Regions from separate parts of the Zea mays genome. Here all the other regions are linked to region 2. A link is a contact called in public Hi-C data. All regions are on one chromosome and are shown on one strand. The core of a region is the stretch at or near the end of the contact, and the rest is flanking DNA. Distances in the headings are between cores, read along the strand shown.

Region 1 (4,920 bases), core at 1,042-3,541, 190 kb before region 2:
TGCAGGGCATTCAGTTAGGCAAAGGTTATCGTGGTTGGTTGCAGTCTAGTGGATTTCATTTCTTTATCATCCGAAGTTCAGGGCCATCGGTTAACTTAAGGTCATGAACATACCGTTTGCTTCTCGAAGAGCGTCCCGAGATTGAGGCCCTGAGACGTAGAGATTAACTCGAAAGCGTTCATCACTGATGGTCTTTCTTCTCTCCTCTCAACAACAAGCTGTGCTGGCTCCTGCATTGAAAGCAACTTTTTTTTTAACTTGCCCATGCAATGAGTTGTGAGATAATACAGAAATATGAACTGTATGGTGCAAAAAGCTTACCCCGGATTCATCGAAGATGGAGTTCACGTCATCCAGATTAACATCTGCTGTTTCAAATCTGGGAGGCTGATACCCCTTCTTGAACCACTCGTTGTTAATGAGCTCTGCAATAGTTATTCTCTGCACAGGCCACAAAACGATGGCACACAGTTAGTATACCTACAGAGATGCTGAACAGAATGGATTAAAAATGATGGTTATGTACGAACAGCAGAACTCACATTGTTAGCATTAGGATCAAGTATCTTCTTGATGAGCTTCTTTGCGCTTGTGGAGAACCAGGACGGGCAACTGAAATCCGCTTTGAAGATCTGCATGAAAAATCAGACCAAGTGTCAAGCAACCATTAAGGGAAAAAAGAAGGAAAGCCTTGCGCTTCTTGAGCTCTTGTCATGGTAGAGACTGTCAAACCTTCTTGTAGAGCGACATCAGGTTCGAATCTTCAAATGGGAGGTACCCCGCCATGAGGACAAAGAGAATCACTCCACATGACCACAGATCAGCCTTAGCTCCATCATAGCCCTTATTGTTTATAACCTGTAGACGCAAGAGCACTGGACAATGAGAACAAGATACTTCACTGAGTGGGAATAAGAACGTAATTAAAAGCGTAGCCGTGGTCAGCACCTCGGGAGCAACATAGTTGGGAGTTCCACAGGTTGTGTGCAGCAGACCATCCTCCTGCACGTTAACAAAAGGGTATTGAAAAACCATCAGCTGATTAGAAAATGTTCCATTTGTTAGGTTCAGGCACAGACTGTTTCACGGCATTAGTATTTTTTTTATGCGCATGTTTATCCAAAAAAGAGAGGGGGGGGGGGGGGGGGGGGGAGTTTACTTACTCGGACTTGTTGAGATAGTGCGCTCAGTCCAAAATCCGAAACCTTGAGCGTGCCGCTAGCATCAAGCAGGAGATTTTCAGGCTGAAAGAAAGAAAGGGGAAAACACACACACACACAGAGAGATCAAACACAGTTTCCTGCTGAACCTGCACGCTTGTCCATATAAAACTGATTGGTAAGCAGTACTACTCACCTTGAGATCGCGGTGGTAGACGCCTCGGCTATGGCAGTAATCGACAGCGTTGATCAGCTGCTGGAAGTACTTCCTTGCGTCATCCTCTTTCAGCCTTCCACGCGAGGCCTAGTCCACAGGGCGGGCGCAAATTCATTCATCACATGCTAGGAGAGGAGCTGAGTGCAGTGATTCGGACAAGGGTGATAGAGGACATGACGCTCACGATTTTGTCGAAGAGTTCGCCACCGGTGACGAGCTCCATGACGATGTATATCTTTGTCTTGCTGGCCATCACCTTCACGATCACGAGAGGGGAGCACATAAATGGGCAGACAGACACGCACAGGAGTGGACAGGGACGCGAGAGAGGGGGACAAAAGGTAGAAGTCGTCGAGCAACAGACAATCAGTGGTACTTAGAAAGCGTAGTTCTCTCTTTTTGAAAAGATCGGCCAAAGGCATAGTTTGGTGTGGTCCAACGTTTATCATCAATCAGTTCGTTGCCGATTCAGAGAACTATATTTATCTCTTAATGGGAGGAAGAACAGATCATTCAGATTAGGGTCATTTTGTGTATAGTTTCAGGTTGCACAAGCCTGAAAAAAAACCCTTTTTTTTACTCTGCTCTCGTATATAGTTTCCATCTGTCCATCAGCTCGTACACAGGATTAATGCAGGGAAAAACGCATACCTCATACATCCGGATGACGTTGGGGTGCCTGATGAGCTTCATGGTCGAGATCTCTCGCTTGATCTGCAGAAAAAAACAACAACAGCGCGAGCGCGTCAAGAAAATCATCAACTGGCCTGGCCCGGACTGGGACGACAAGGCTGACCGTCCCAACCAAACAGCGACGCACACGTTCCAACGGAAGGCGGGCGAGACGACGACGAAACGAGACGCCCGTGGTCGCCCGTCTGCTACCGTCAAAGCTCGCCGCCGACCGTATTAACTCTTACCGGTGGTCCAGCGATGTGGCGCGTTCCCACTTAATTTTCAGACAACCGATTTGATTTTTCCGCACGGTGGCGGCTCTAGAAAAAAAGTTTTTTTTCCTTTTCTGAAAGAAGACAAATTCGGACGCAACGCGACTTGCTTAACAGCGAAGAGAAGTGCGCCCGTGTGTATGATGTGGAGTGACGGAAAGGAGCGTGGATTTAAGTTTCGCCGGACTTGCAGAGGTGTTTTCCGTCCGAAGATCCATAAAAATCAACAGGGGTGATGAAAAGCACGTGATGAACAGGAAAAAAGACGCGAGAGCGCACGTCGCCTGTTACAACTCATTGAACGAGTGATGGTCCATGAATGGAGGAGCAAACGCATGAGAGAGAGAGAGAGAGAGAGAGAGAGAGAGAGAGAGAGAGAGTTTGATTTTGTCCTGGCTCTAAATTCTAGTCTCTGATAAGAAAACAATAGAGAGTTTCTTCGTCCTGGCTCTAATTTTCTTGAGAGGAGAAAAGAAGGAACTGAATGGAACAGGAAACACGTAACGGAGCAGGAACAGAGGACGGGGGAGACCGAGACAGGGGATGGATGGGATGGGATGGGACGGCATGGCATGTCATGCTTTTTACCTGGGCGATCATCTTGTGCTTGAGGACCTTCTCCTTGTCGAGGATCTTGATGGCGACATTCTCTCCGGTCTCGACGTTCCTGGCGAACTTGACCTTGGCGAAGGTGCCTTCGCCGAGGGTCCGGCCGAGCTCGTACCGCCCCACGCGGGTCCGGCCCACGGATGCGCTCATCTTCCGGTCTGTCTGTCTGTCTTTCTCCCCGGGCTCCGGCCTGTGGAATCGGCGAAAAAGGCGGCGCCTTTGCGGGTCGGAAGAAGGCCTGCGCGGATTTTGTCTGCCGGTGCGCGTGGCGGCGGAGGGCCTAAGACCTCTTCTTGTCGCAGGGTCTCCACTGGACGAATATCTCCCGGTGCTCCTCGCCTTGCTGCCGCTGCCGCATCAGGCCTCGCTCTGCTCGCTCACTGGTGTGTCAGTGCGGCCGCTGCGCGCTGCGGCATGGGACGGGGTCGGCCGGAGAGGCAGGGGCGAGAGGGTAATGGTGGCGATGGTGGTGGTGGGTCGGGCTGGTAGCGGAGACGAGGAGGAGACGGGGGCTGGGTATCTATAGGCGAGGAGGAGGAGGAGGAGTCGGGTTGGCCGGTTGGGACTGGAGGATCGGGGAGAGGAAAGTGCGGTCGCGTCGCGTGACGAACGATGGTGGCGGGGCGGACCAGTCGACGAGACGGCAGGCGCGGCGTGTCTTGACGTGTGGCGCCTTCCGCGAGCCTTCTCCTCTGCTCGCCCCCTCATTTACCGCGACCTGGTGGCTAATGCTAATGGTATACTAGTAGGACTGCATTTTACTTATTTTATATTTATACAGAAAAGAGTCATGTGTGTAATTAGTTGCTGTTTAGGGTATGTACAAGTACAACTCATACAAATGACCAATATCATAAAGTATCTAAGCAGGTCTGGATCTGAGAAATTTGAGGCTCAGTGCCAAATCTAAAACACTGTAATCTATATTTTTTTTATTAAAAACAGTACAAACAATCTACAAGTTACAGTAATTTATATTATAATAGAATATCTAAAGAAACATATCTATTTTATCTGAATAACATCGTTCTTTTGGTGGATTTTAAAGAAAATTTTATACAATATGCTTATATTCGATCTTCTCTAACGCTTTACTCTCGAGTATTATTGTATCTAAATAATACGTTTTTTTGTGTCATAGTAGAACACAAATATGAATTTAGTAGTTTTAATTTATAGAACTTTGTTCACACGGACAAACCTGTTAAGATCCCATAGAGATTCATTTATTGGTGCAGCACTCAGTAGTTCCACTTCAGCGCAACAGCATGGTATGGAGAAAATATATGCTAAATATTAATGTGTTGTAAAAAATCATAAAACTAGAATATATCTGCTAAGTTTTGGGGCCCTCAATTTTTGGAGGCCCTGTGCGAGCGCACGGCTTGCACATGCCTAGGTCCGGCCCTGTATCTCTAAGGGGGTACGTGCAAAAAAAAACATAAGGGACATGTTTTGGTGAAGGGACGTCTCTACACGATTCTCTAAGTCTAAGATACGGTTATACTCATTCAACCTACATAAATGAGCCGTGTCTTAAGGGGTTCTAGTGAATAAGATACAAAACTAGGTGTCTTAACATAATCAATGAACTATGTTAGTCTAACAATTAGCTGGGCCTTTTGAATCCTAGTTAAATTTAGCTCTAACAATTATCTCTATAGCTTCTAAACATGTCCTAGATAGCTCTATTCACCGTTCACAATATTACAATTATGAAAAAACTAGTAATAAACTGATTCAAAAAGGAAAATAAATATTATTATTGTAGTGATTCGATAGCTTCTCACTAGTTCTCTCCATCCCCATTGGTTTCACTTGACCTCGGTTGATCCCCCTCGGGTTAAAAACAAAGCAGGGCAGTTTATTTTTTCTAGCTAGGGTGAGGAAGTGGTTAAACATTAGTGAGAATAGACAGAGAGAGATGATGTGTCTCCCACGTTCCTTTGAAAACGAGACGCTGGTGTGACATGCATCATGCATCAAT
Region 2 (4,840 bases), core at 210-2,709:
TCTATGTCTCATACCAGTAGCGTGGAATGTAGGATGATATATGATCCGTTTAACTATTTTTTTTCAGAAGCGGCTGTTAGCCAAATAGTTTTTGTGATTTCCTCGCAATCTATATCTCATACAAGTTTTTTCACAATCTGCAGCTTACAAGAACTTTTTCTTAAAAAAACCATGACACAACCAAACACGATTTTATATACATGTATGATTCCGCAGATCGCTGAGGTTCAGGTGTCCAGATCGTGCGTCCAAGTGTCTCTGCAGCCAGCCAGAGAAACGTACGATCGGTAAACGATTGACATGATACGATACGGTATCCAGGTTAGTTGAAGATACTGCCGATGGATCAGGGATCGAATCATCATCCGTTGGAACTTGGTAGGATATGTATAACTAGCAATGTAACACATATAGCGGCATTCTGAATGCACGCACGCGCAGACTGTTTTCGGTGGATCGTGTAAAATAACAGACGCAAAACTATGTAGATGACACTGTCTGTAGAGTAGAGTTTAAAATAGGGGATAAGATAAAGGTTGAGATATGAGATCTAATGTAGATGGCCTAATTAAAGCCATGTTTGGATTTAATTTGTTCTAGCTAAATTTTAGCCAGGTAAAAGTATCATCTAGCTAAAGTTTAGCTAGTAGCTGGATGTTTGGTTCTCTTAACTACTAGCAGCTGGATGTCTAGTTCTCGAGGTAATTAGCAGTAAGAGACGACCTCAAGACGTTCCGTTCCCTAGACTAGATAATGGACTAGCTAATACAAGCTAAAGGATATAAACAAAAGGACATGAGTACTATTTTGATTTAGCGTGACCAGTGAAAATCATGATACATGGATCAGTTATCTCTAGCATTAGCTAGCTCTGTGTGGTCGAGAAGATAACAAAATCTAAGCTCTAGCTAAAGTTCATCTAATCTGTTAGTTGGTCTGTTTGGTTAAAAGATAGTTAAAGTTGCGCAAATAATGATTATATATCTATCTAGGTCGAGGTGAAGATCGATGTCCCTTGATGCATCACAAGCACACCCACTCTACTAATCTCTCATTCTTTTTTATTTATTATATTTTAATTTAAAAATGAACAAGCGGAGGATAAATATTTGAAAAGATACTCGCTTTGCATGCATCCGAGACGCAACAACGAGCTGCTGCGAGAGAGAGATACGGCTATGATCTGCACGAAAGCAATCCTGCGAATGATCATCAAAAGGCGATAGTCGTCGTTACACGTCCCCGTCGTACGTCGTTCTCGGCGGGCCGGGCTCCCACTCCGTGGATGCTTTGGCCTCGGCCTCTTGTTGAGCCCATGCATGCATGTTACTCGCGCGCGTCGCTCGCCACTTCCAGGAACGTGCAAGTCTCCTAACCCGATCGGCCGATCCTCCTCATCTGTGCAGATATATCGTCCCTACTACTCTATAAGTATTTATTGTAGGCGTCCACATGTGCGCCATGTTCTGCCTCTCGACGCCCATCTGCCCGCGCGCCCCGCTCGTGGGTGCCCCCGCTCATGTGGCAGCCGCCTTCGCGTCCACCACGAGATCCCCGCCCTTCCCATGGAACCCCGCTCTGCATCCCTCCCTGAGCTCTGTCGTGCCATCCCCGCCCTGCCCCCCTCGAAACCCCGTTCCTTCCGGCCCCGCCCTCGCCCTCCTCCTCCCACTCCGACGCACTCGAGAAGTCGTGAGCCAACGCCGCCGCTTCCACCTCCGAGTCCTTTGCGGCACTCAAGGCCCATTGTCCCCGCCTCCCCTTCCCGCGCCGCCTAGGTCTCGTTGGACAAGATGTCGATCCGGGGTCGACGAGCACTAGACCTTCTTCGGTTCTCTAGCGACCCTCCCCCACAACCACGGTCTCGCGCGAGCTTGGTCAGCTTCGTCAGCGAAGCTGGGCAGCAGGCGTGGGCAGTCGGGCGCGAGAGCTTGGTCGGCTTCGTCAGCGAAGCTGGGCAGCAGGCGTGGGCAGTCGGGATGGTCCAAGGACGCCAGCTCGCATCTGGCGGTTTCCGTCCGCAAAGGTAGCAGCAGACGTCGCCTTTGACCATCTGTGCCTCGATCCCGCAGATGCTTGTCCGTGCTGTTAAGCTTCTCAAGAACCTCCACTTCATGGCGAAGCCCGCTGCGATTGACTTGATAAGAAGCATTATTCAGGTTTGAACTCTTTCTTTTGTGTAAGCAATGTCAATCCACTAAAACCTCTTCATGTGTAAGCACAATTTCACATGTCTTCCATGTTATACAGATTACTTTGCATATTCATCTGACCTTGTAATATGTATCATGAGAAAGAAACATTCTTCTTTGTAATACTTGTTATTTAATTAATGGTTAGTCAGATTGGAAATACTGCAATCTTTCTACAAATTCGCATGCCTTTCTTGCTTCAAAAAAACTAAGGTTCATGCATTGCATTGCTAGATTGATCGGTCACTAATATATGGTGTAAATTCAACGGCACCTCTTAATGTCTTTCATGACGTACAGTAACAATCTTCATCTTCAGTTCGATTTCATAGCTTGTAACTACCAATCTACCATAGGATCTTACATTGTGTTAGTCTACTTATGCACCCCCTATTTTTCAGGCTGAAGGTGCTTCCACAGAGCAGGCATTATCATCAGCTCTAACAAGTATTATGGATGCGCTGAACAGTACTGACTGGAATACAAGGAAGGCTGTCTCACTAGCTCTTTCAAGTATTGCGATCAGTTCTGGGTATTTGGTTACCTCTTTCAGAAATTCCTGCCTTCGCTCCCTTGAGTGTAGTAAATTTGACAAGGTATTGTATCTCTTCACTCCCTTGCACCTGTGGAATTTTATGTTGTAACATATTTCCTTTTATGTTTTATTGACTTAATGCCTCCTATGATAGGTAAAACCGGTACGTGACACCATTATATACATGCAATTCAGCTGTGAAAAGCTATTCCAGGGTCTCATACTCCTGAACCATGAAGCTGGATCATCAACAAAAGGTACAAAATATGTCCATGTAATTTACATTTAACATTTGATATTAAGAAAAACAGACAAAACACTGTTTGTTTTCTTGATTTATTTCAAAATCCATTAATCTATATTTTATAAAAAGTTAACATGCATATATCTTTCTTGTTTTTCTTTAAAAAAATATTACCAAAATAAATAGGGTAAGCTAATCAGAACTCACATGATGTTTGTATATATATAAGCAACACTCTTCTCATTTGCCATCTCTTCCAAGATTATGCATCTTAATTCAGAGGTAATCAACTAAAAGAATCAAATATGAGAGGGTCCTTAGTACCCCTTAATTATTTACACATATTTAACTACAAAAGTATTTGAGTTGCTGATGAGGCAGCAATGTTATTGCTTTTAGTTTTTTTTCGTGGATCATGGCTAATATTACACATTCCATGGATTCCAAACTTTTCTTTGAGTTCTATTATTCAAAAAATGTGAGTTTAAATGGCTATAAAGAATACCACAATACCATGTTAATACCTTATGCTTTGTGATTAACGTGTAATGCTGCTAGCTAATGAGATCCTTCTACTGTTTCTCTGTTATTAATAGATAATGAAGTCAAGATTTGTTGCGAGAACCAAAAAATTACGCTAATGGTTATGAGGTAATTTCATGTGATTCTAAACTGAATGGTTATACCCTCTCTTCTTTTGATTTGGCCACTGATATACTGAAATAGCCACTAATATACTGACAGAACAAATCCCTAAAAGGTTCCATACGATGCGATTAACATATGATGCGACCACAAAAATTGAAGTTGATGGTGATGAAGATGGTGGCGGCTAAGAAACTGCTTGTTAGTCAAACCCTTGAGGAGGATTATTTGGATATTGAAACCTTATAAAAATTTCAGATGTTAGATTATATGCAATGCAGCTAGGTGTTTGAAACCTCACCACTAATGTTTTTGTGGGTTTTTGTCATTTTCCTTCTTAGTTTTCCTTACTAATATCTGTTTTTTTTGTTAGGCGAATGTAGTTGTCGGAGGCTATGGTGGATACAACACAAGATGGGCTCTTTTCTTAGTACATCACGTCGTTCCGCAGGTAAGACAATTCCATCCATCCTATAACAACATGGTAACTGTTTTTAACTTTCTAATTTATTAATCGCTGGTGTTAGATCAGGTAGGTTGTGGCTAAGAAAAATGAAGATGGTGACAGCTAAGAAACTCTAAAGCCACTTCTGATTCACATATGAAGCGACCACATAAATTGAAGATGCCGTGACCTGGGAACAGATTTGGTAGTAAGCATTCCAACTCTTCCATAATTATCTGGGTGATTTTACCTTAAGCATCTGGGTGATTTTTAGTATCAGGGTGACCTAGGATTTTTAGTATGAGAGTGACCTGGAATTTTATATTACCAGTATCAGTTCACAAGTCTAAATATACTAAAATTAGTTCACAAGTCTAAATCAGTTGACAACAGTTACTGAAAGATACTAAAATCAGTTCACAAGGATACATAACATGATGCTCTTGGTTTGTTGGTTGCTATGAAAAGATCGAAATAACATGATGTGTAGGTTCTCATTTGTCTAAATATTGTAGCTATATTGTGCATCTTTTTATTGCTACAACTTGAAATGCATAGTTTTCTTTAGATACCCTATTAATCATTTAGAGAGATAGAGTATATTTATGTGTTGTCATTTCTTTCAAGCATCATTAATTTGAGCTCGTCTGTTCTACTTTGCACAATTTTGATTTGCTACTATTCGTTGTTACAGAACTTCAACTTGATTTGTGGAACTTTAACTTGAATTAGGCAATACTTTTGCATAATGCTGATTTGCTACTATTTACAGAGATATT
Region 3 (4,416 bases), core at 1,231-3,730, 140 kb after region 2:
CTGCGTACCATCCTAGTAAGTGGCAAGATGCCTAAGAAAACCGATGTGATAACATCGAGTTAGTTGCTTTTGGTTCGCTCAGCTCCACCAAAAGGCAGGGGGGCATATGTTGAGCACCAAATTGAGCGCGGACGGTCCGGCCCTGAGGCCGGACGGTCCGCGGTCCGGACGGTCCGCGCCTGTGGGCCGGACGGTCCGCGCGTGCGCAGAACAGATTAGGGTTCCGAGTTTTGTGCTACGGTTGTTAGCTAAAATCATGGGATAAACTCGGAAATTAGTTTGTAAAGGGTCCAGCCCCCCTCCTCTATAAATAGAGAGGTATACGGCCGATTTGTAATCATCAACAATCGAATCAATACAACTTTTATTCGCATTTTATCCTAGGAGTAGTTCTAGTCTAGTTTAGGTTTAGCCACTCAATCCCCAAATTCTCCGCCTCTCCTCGGCTCTACGTCGATTAGAGGAGTCTAGGTCGGCCAGCCCGAGCCTAGACACCACCTAGGATCTCTTCTCCCCGACGGGGTCCCTCCCGGGAGCGAGATCCAGGCGCCGTCGGCGATCTTCCGCCGTCCCTGCTAACGCGCGGACCGTCCGGCCCTAGGGCGCGGACCGTCCGGCCGTCAGGCAGAGAAGCCCCAGCCGCGCACCAGGCCGCGGACCGTCCGACCCCAGGCCGCGGACAGTCCGCCCCTGCGCAGAGAGCACCACCGCACCTCGCACCAGGCCGCGGATCGTCCGGCCCCTGCGCGCGGACCGTCCGCCCCTGTGCAGAGGGCACCGCCACGGTTCTTCTTGAGTGTTTGGCGCTCCGAAAAGGCGTCAACATACTAGTCCCTCTATTTTGAGTTATAATATACACGTAATAGCTTTTATTATATATTTGAATATAAATTGTATCTCTAGACGTATTGTGAAAACAAACTGCTTCCTCCGTTCAAAACACATGATGTCGTTGTCTCTTTTTTTACAGAATTTTAATAAGTTGTCTTATTCAAAATATTTAACGTAGAATGTAAAAAAAATAAGTCAATTAATAAATAAAATCACAACAAAATAAATAATATCCTATCATTCTTTTAATAAGACAAATGATTAAAATTGCGAAAAAATTCAACGACGTCGTAGGAAAGATAATATCTTATAATTTGAAAAAGAATAGTATATTTTTAGGAACAGTCAGCCTACGTAGCCGCTGTTAGAGCATCTTCAATAATGTCTCAAATTGGTGCCTCAAATTAAAATATGATGCTATACACAGGAAAAACTACTCTAACAGTGTATCATTCATAAAATTTGGTCAAAAAATTATAGGACACCCTCTCAAGTGCCTCAAATATACTACACCGTAGTGTGCTGCCCTATAATCTAGATTTCAGGCTTTACTATTAGAGCGAGATATTTTGTTGGTGCCCTAAATTCTATAAAATATACTCAATTTTAAATTACTGAACATTTTTATAGGTCACGTTGTTGAAGATGCTCTTAGCAGTAGCATAGCACTGCTGGCTGGCTGCTGCACCATAATATGGAAACAAAATGGACAGTTTAAGAAGAATTTAGATTAATTCGAACGGGAGTCCTAATTTATTTTATTGCGAGATGTTTCCGGTTTCTTGTAATATCGAATAGATCTATATATCAGAGGCGGACGAACACGAGCCCCTACCAACCGGCCGTAAAAAATCGGAGGGGGGCAACCGGCCGTTTGAATTGAACATCGCGAAATTTGGAATAGGTTTGGTATGCCCCACAGCCTGCATTTGCTATCAGATACGCCCAAGCTTTTCGATCCGGTATAAATTAGGTATGTCATCCGTCCTGGTCCTGCTCCATTTTCTGACCTCTGATGAACGATGTCTCAAATCACGGCAGCTGCCGACAGGAATTAAAAACTGAGATTACTGTATCATGCATGCATATGCCATCTATAAAAATTAAAGCTTCCGTTTGACATGTGTACCATAATGCTTGTAAAGTAATAGCTGAATGTAGTTTTAATTTATATTTTTTTGTTTGTGCCACCGCCACATATATAGAACCAGGAACATTTTTTATGACTGTCCGGTGTTCTAAGTAGAGGCCGAGATAAGATTTTAAATAGAGCTCCCGTTTACATCCGCGTAGAGAAAAACTTCTCTAATCAGGTCATGAGAGGATCTATAGAAGAGGAATCATTTTACTTTTTAAAATTGAATAACAATAGAATTCTTTCTCGATAAATTCTCTCGTGATTCTTGACTACCAAATATTGAAAGAATTATCCGCGAAGAATCGACCGGGACCATTACCATCTCAGCCACATGCGCTGCGCCTCTCATGATGGCCCGGTGCGAATTGGCCACATCGCATCACATTTGCCGCCGCCGCCAGGCACGGCTGGACAGCGACGAACGCACATATCGCCGTCGGCCCGTGGTGGCGGCGGCGAGCAGAGGGCGTCTCGTGCCGCCGCCGTGCGCGTGCGGCGCTGTCCTGACACTGTCACTACGGTACTAGTACTAGTCAGCATCCGCTGCCCATTGCCCTCTAGCCTACACTACACTTGCAGTAGTAGCCTGCCTCGTGCCGCGCACCTGCTGCCAAGCAGCTGAGCTTCCCTTTTCCTCCGTCCCGTCACGCCTGATTGCCTCGTTTGTCAGTCATCACTAGCCGCCACCCACCACCACCACCGTTGCTGGCGGCAGTCACTCCAGTCAGCCCCTCCTCCCTCTACGCTCCCCAAAAATCGCGCCTCCCGAGTTCGTCCGCCCGATCAACCGCCGCCCTCGCCAGTCGCCACGCCAGATCTGACGACGACGGACCTCACCGCCGCGCCGATCGCTTGCTCTCGTCCCGTCCCGCACGCACCCTCATTCGCACACCCACCACCACTCCGATTACTTCGTACACGCCCTCCGAATTGCGCCCGTCCGGGTGGGAAGCCGACGCCGCGGGCGGCAATGCGGGGCGTGCCGGCCGGGGGGACGTGGTAGGGGTCCGCCGTCGCCGCCGCCGCCGCGATGGAGGTGGAGGCCGTGGGCTGCGTCGGCGCGGGGGGCAAGCGGGCCCGGGCGAAAGGCGCGGGCGCGGAGCCGGAGCCTAAGCGCCGCGCGGTGGCGATGGCCGTGCCGCCGCCCGCCGCCGCGCCGTGGGCGCAGCAGCACCCTGCCTCGCGGATCTACCGCGTCTCCCGGGGCTCCGGCGGCAAGGACCGCCACAGCAAGGTGTACACGGCCAAGGGCATCCGGGACCGCCGCGTCCGCCTCTCCGTCGCCACCGCCATCCAGTTCTACGACCTGCAGGACCGCCTCGGCTACGACCAGCCCAGCAAGGCCATCGAGTGGCTCATCAGGGCCGCCGCCGACGCCATCGACAAGCTCCCCTCGCTCGACACCGCCGCAGGCTTCCCCGCGCACCCGGCCTCCGCCAAGGACCACGCCCCGCCTGCTGGTGACAACGACGACCACCACCACCAGCAGCAGCTCACGAGGTCCGGATGCAGCAGCACGTCCGAGACCAGCAAGGGCTCCGTCCTCTCCCTCTCCCGCTCCGAGAGCCGGGTCAAGGCGCGGGACCGCGCCAGGGAGCGGAGCGCCGTTGCCAGGGACAAGGACAAGGACCCCGCCGCTGACTCCAGGCGCGCCGCGGCTACAAGCTCAGCGCAGGCGGCATCCTTCACCGAGCTGCTCACGGGGATGGCTGCGGCCAGCAGCGCCGCCCCCGCCGAACACAAGCACCACCAGCAGTCGTTGGTGTCCTGGCAGCCGCCGTCCGTCTCCGCCACCACCGACTACATCGGGTTCGCGCAGCCCCGGAAGGGCGGGGGACACGCGATGGCGCACACTTTTGCCTCCCCCGCTCCCCACCTCGGCAACATTGCGTCCATCGCCATGGCCCCGGCGCAGCACTACCACCACTTGGCCAGCGGTGCCGTCACTGTCGCCTCTGGCGGCGGCGAGCCGCACGCCGATATGACGCACTTCTCGTTCTTGCAGGACCACTTCATGCCCGTCCACGCGATGCCGGCGTCGGCTCCCGCCGGAGAATACAACCTCAACTTCTCCATGTCCTCGGGTCTTTTGGGTGTTAACAGTAGGGGGACCCTTCAGTCCAATTCGCAGCCGCACATCTCCGGCCACCACCACCACCACCACCAACAGCTCCAGAGGCTGTCTACTCCACTGGACGCTCCCAACATACCATTCATGTTCAGCTCGGCCGCGGCTGCCGCTGCGGCGGCCACCACGCCCACCACGGCCGAGGGCCAGTTCGCCGCGTTCCAGCTCTGGAACGGTTTCCAGCACGCAGACATGAAGGAGAAGGGCAAGAACTGACCGACACCTGCCCATCGCGGTGCAGTGCTATCTGGATGGTAAGCTCATGAACTCTCGACCTTTCTTTGCCTTTTGGATGCTTGTGTGTTGGGGCCTTAATTTA

What was found. Hi-C and Micro-C count contacts between places; a contact is called where the count stands out from the background.
Region 1: a Hi-C map of leaf shows a contact between it and region 2, with 9 times the contacts expected there. The contact joins the promoter of LOC100192864 here to the promoter of LOC103631943 in region 2. A contact is called at or near these places in 17 of 25 Hi-C or Micro-C datasets (bundle sheath, ear, leaf and 4 more) and 2 of 3 datasets of contacts at active chromatin or transcription factors (leaf and seedling).
Region 3: a contact with region 2 is called in a Hi-C map of bundle sheath, with 2.8 times the contacts expected there. The contact joins the promoter of LOC109940870 here to the promoter of LOC103631943 in region 2. A contact is called at or near these places in 3 of 25 Hi-C or Micro-C datasets (bundle sheath, ear and leaf).

The regions. Positions count from the first base shown.
Region 1 is chr7:5,312,824-5,317,743 of Zm-B73-REFERENCE-NAM-5.0, forward strand. It overlaps LOC100192864, which reads right to left and starts at 2,292. Exons shown (of 14, transcript NM_001138053.1): 1 at 2,198-2,292; 2 at 2,029-2,091; 3 at 1,562-1,633; 4 at 1,357-1,464; 5 at 1,164-1,244; 6 at 949-1,002; 7 at 733-858; 8 at 543-632; 9 at 322-441; 10 at 114-230. The coding sequence starts at 2,070.
Region 2 is chr7:5,501,644-5,506,483 of Zm-B73-REFERENCE-NAM-5.0, forward strand. It overlaps LOC103631943 (TORTIFOLIA1-like protein 2), which reads left to right and starts at 1,460. Exons shown (of 7, transcript XR_002263637.1): 1 at 1,460-2,159; 2 at 2,594-2,788; 3 at 2,882-2,984; 4 at 3,568-3,622; 5 at 3,716-3,817; 6 at 3,990-4,067; 7 at 4,144-4,840.
Region 3 is chr7:5,642,624-5,647,039 of Zm-B73-REFERENCE-NAM-5.0, forward strand. LOC109940870 (transcription factor PCF6) reads left to right here and starts at 2,481. Exons shown (of 2, transcript XM_020541215.2): 1 at 2,481-4,351. The coding sequence starts at 3,000. The coding sequence ends at 4,313.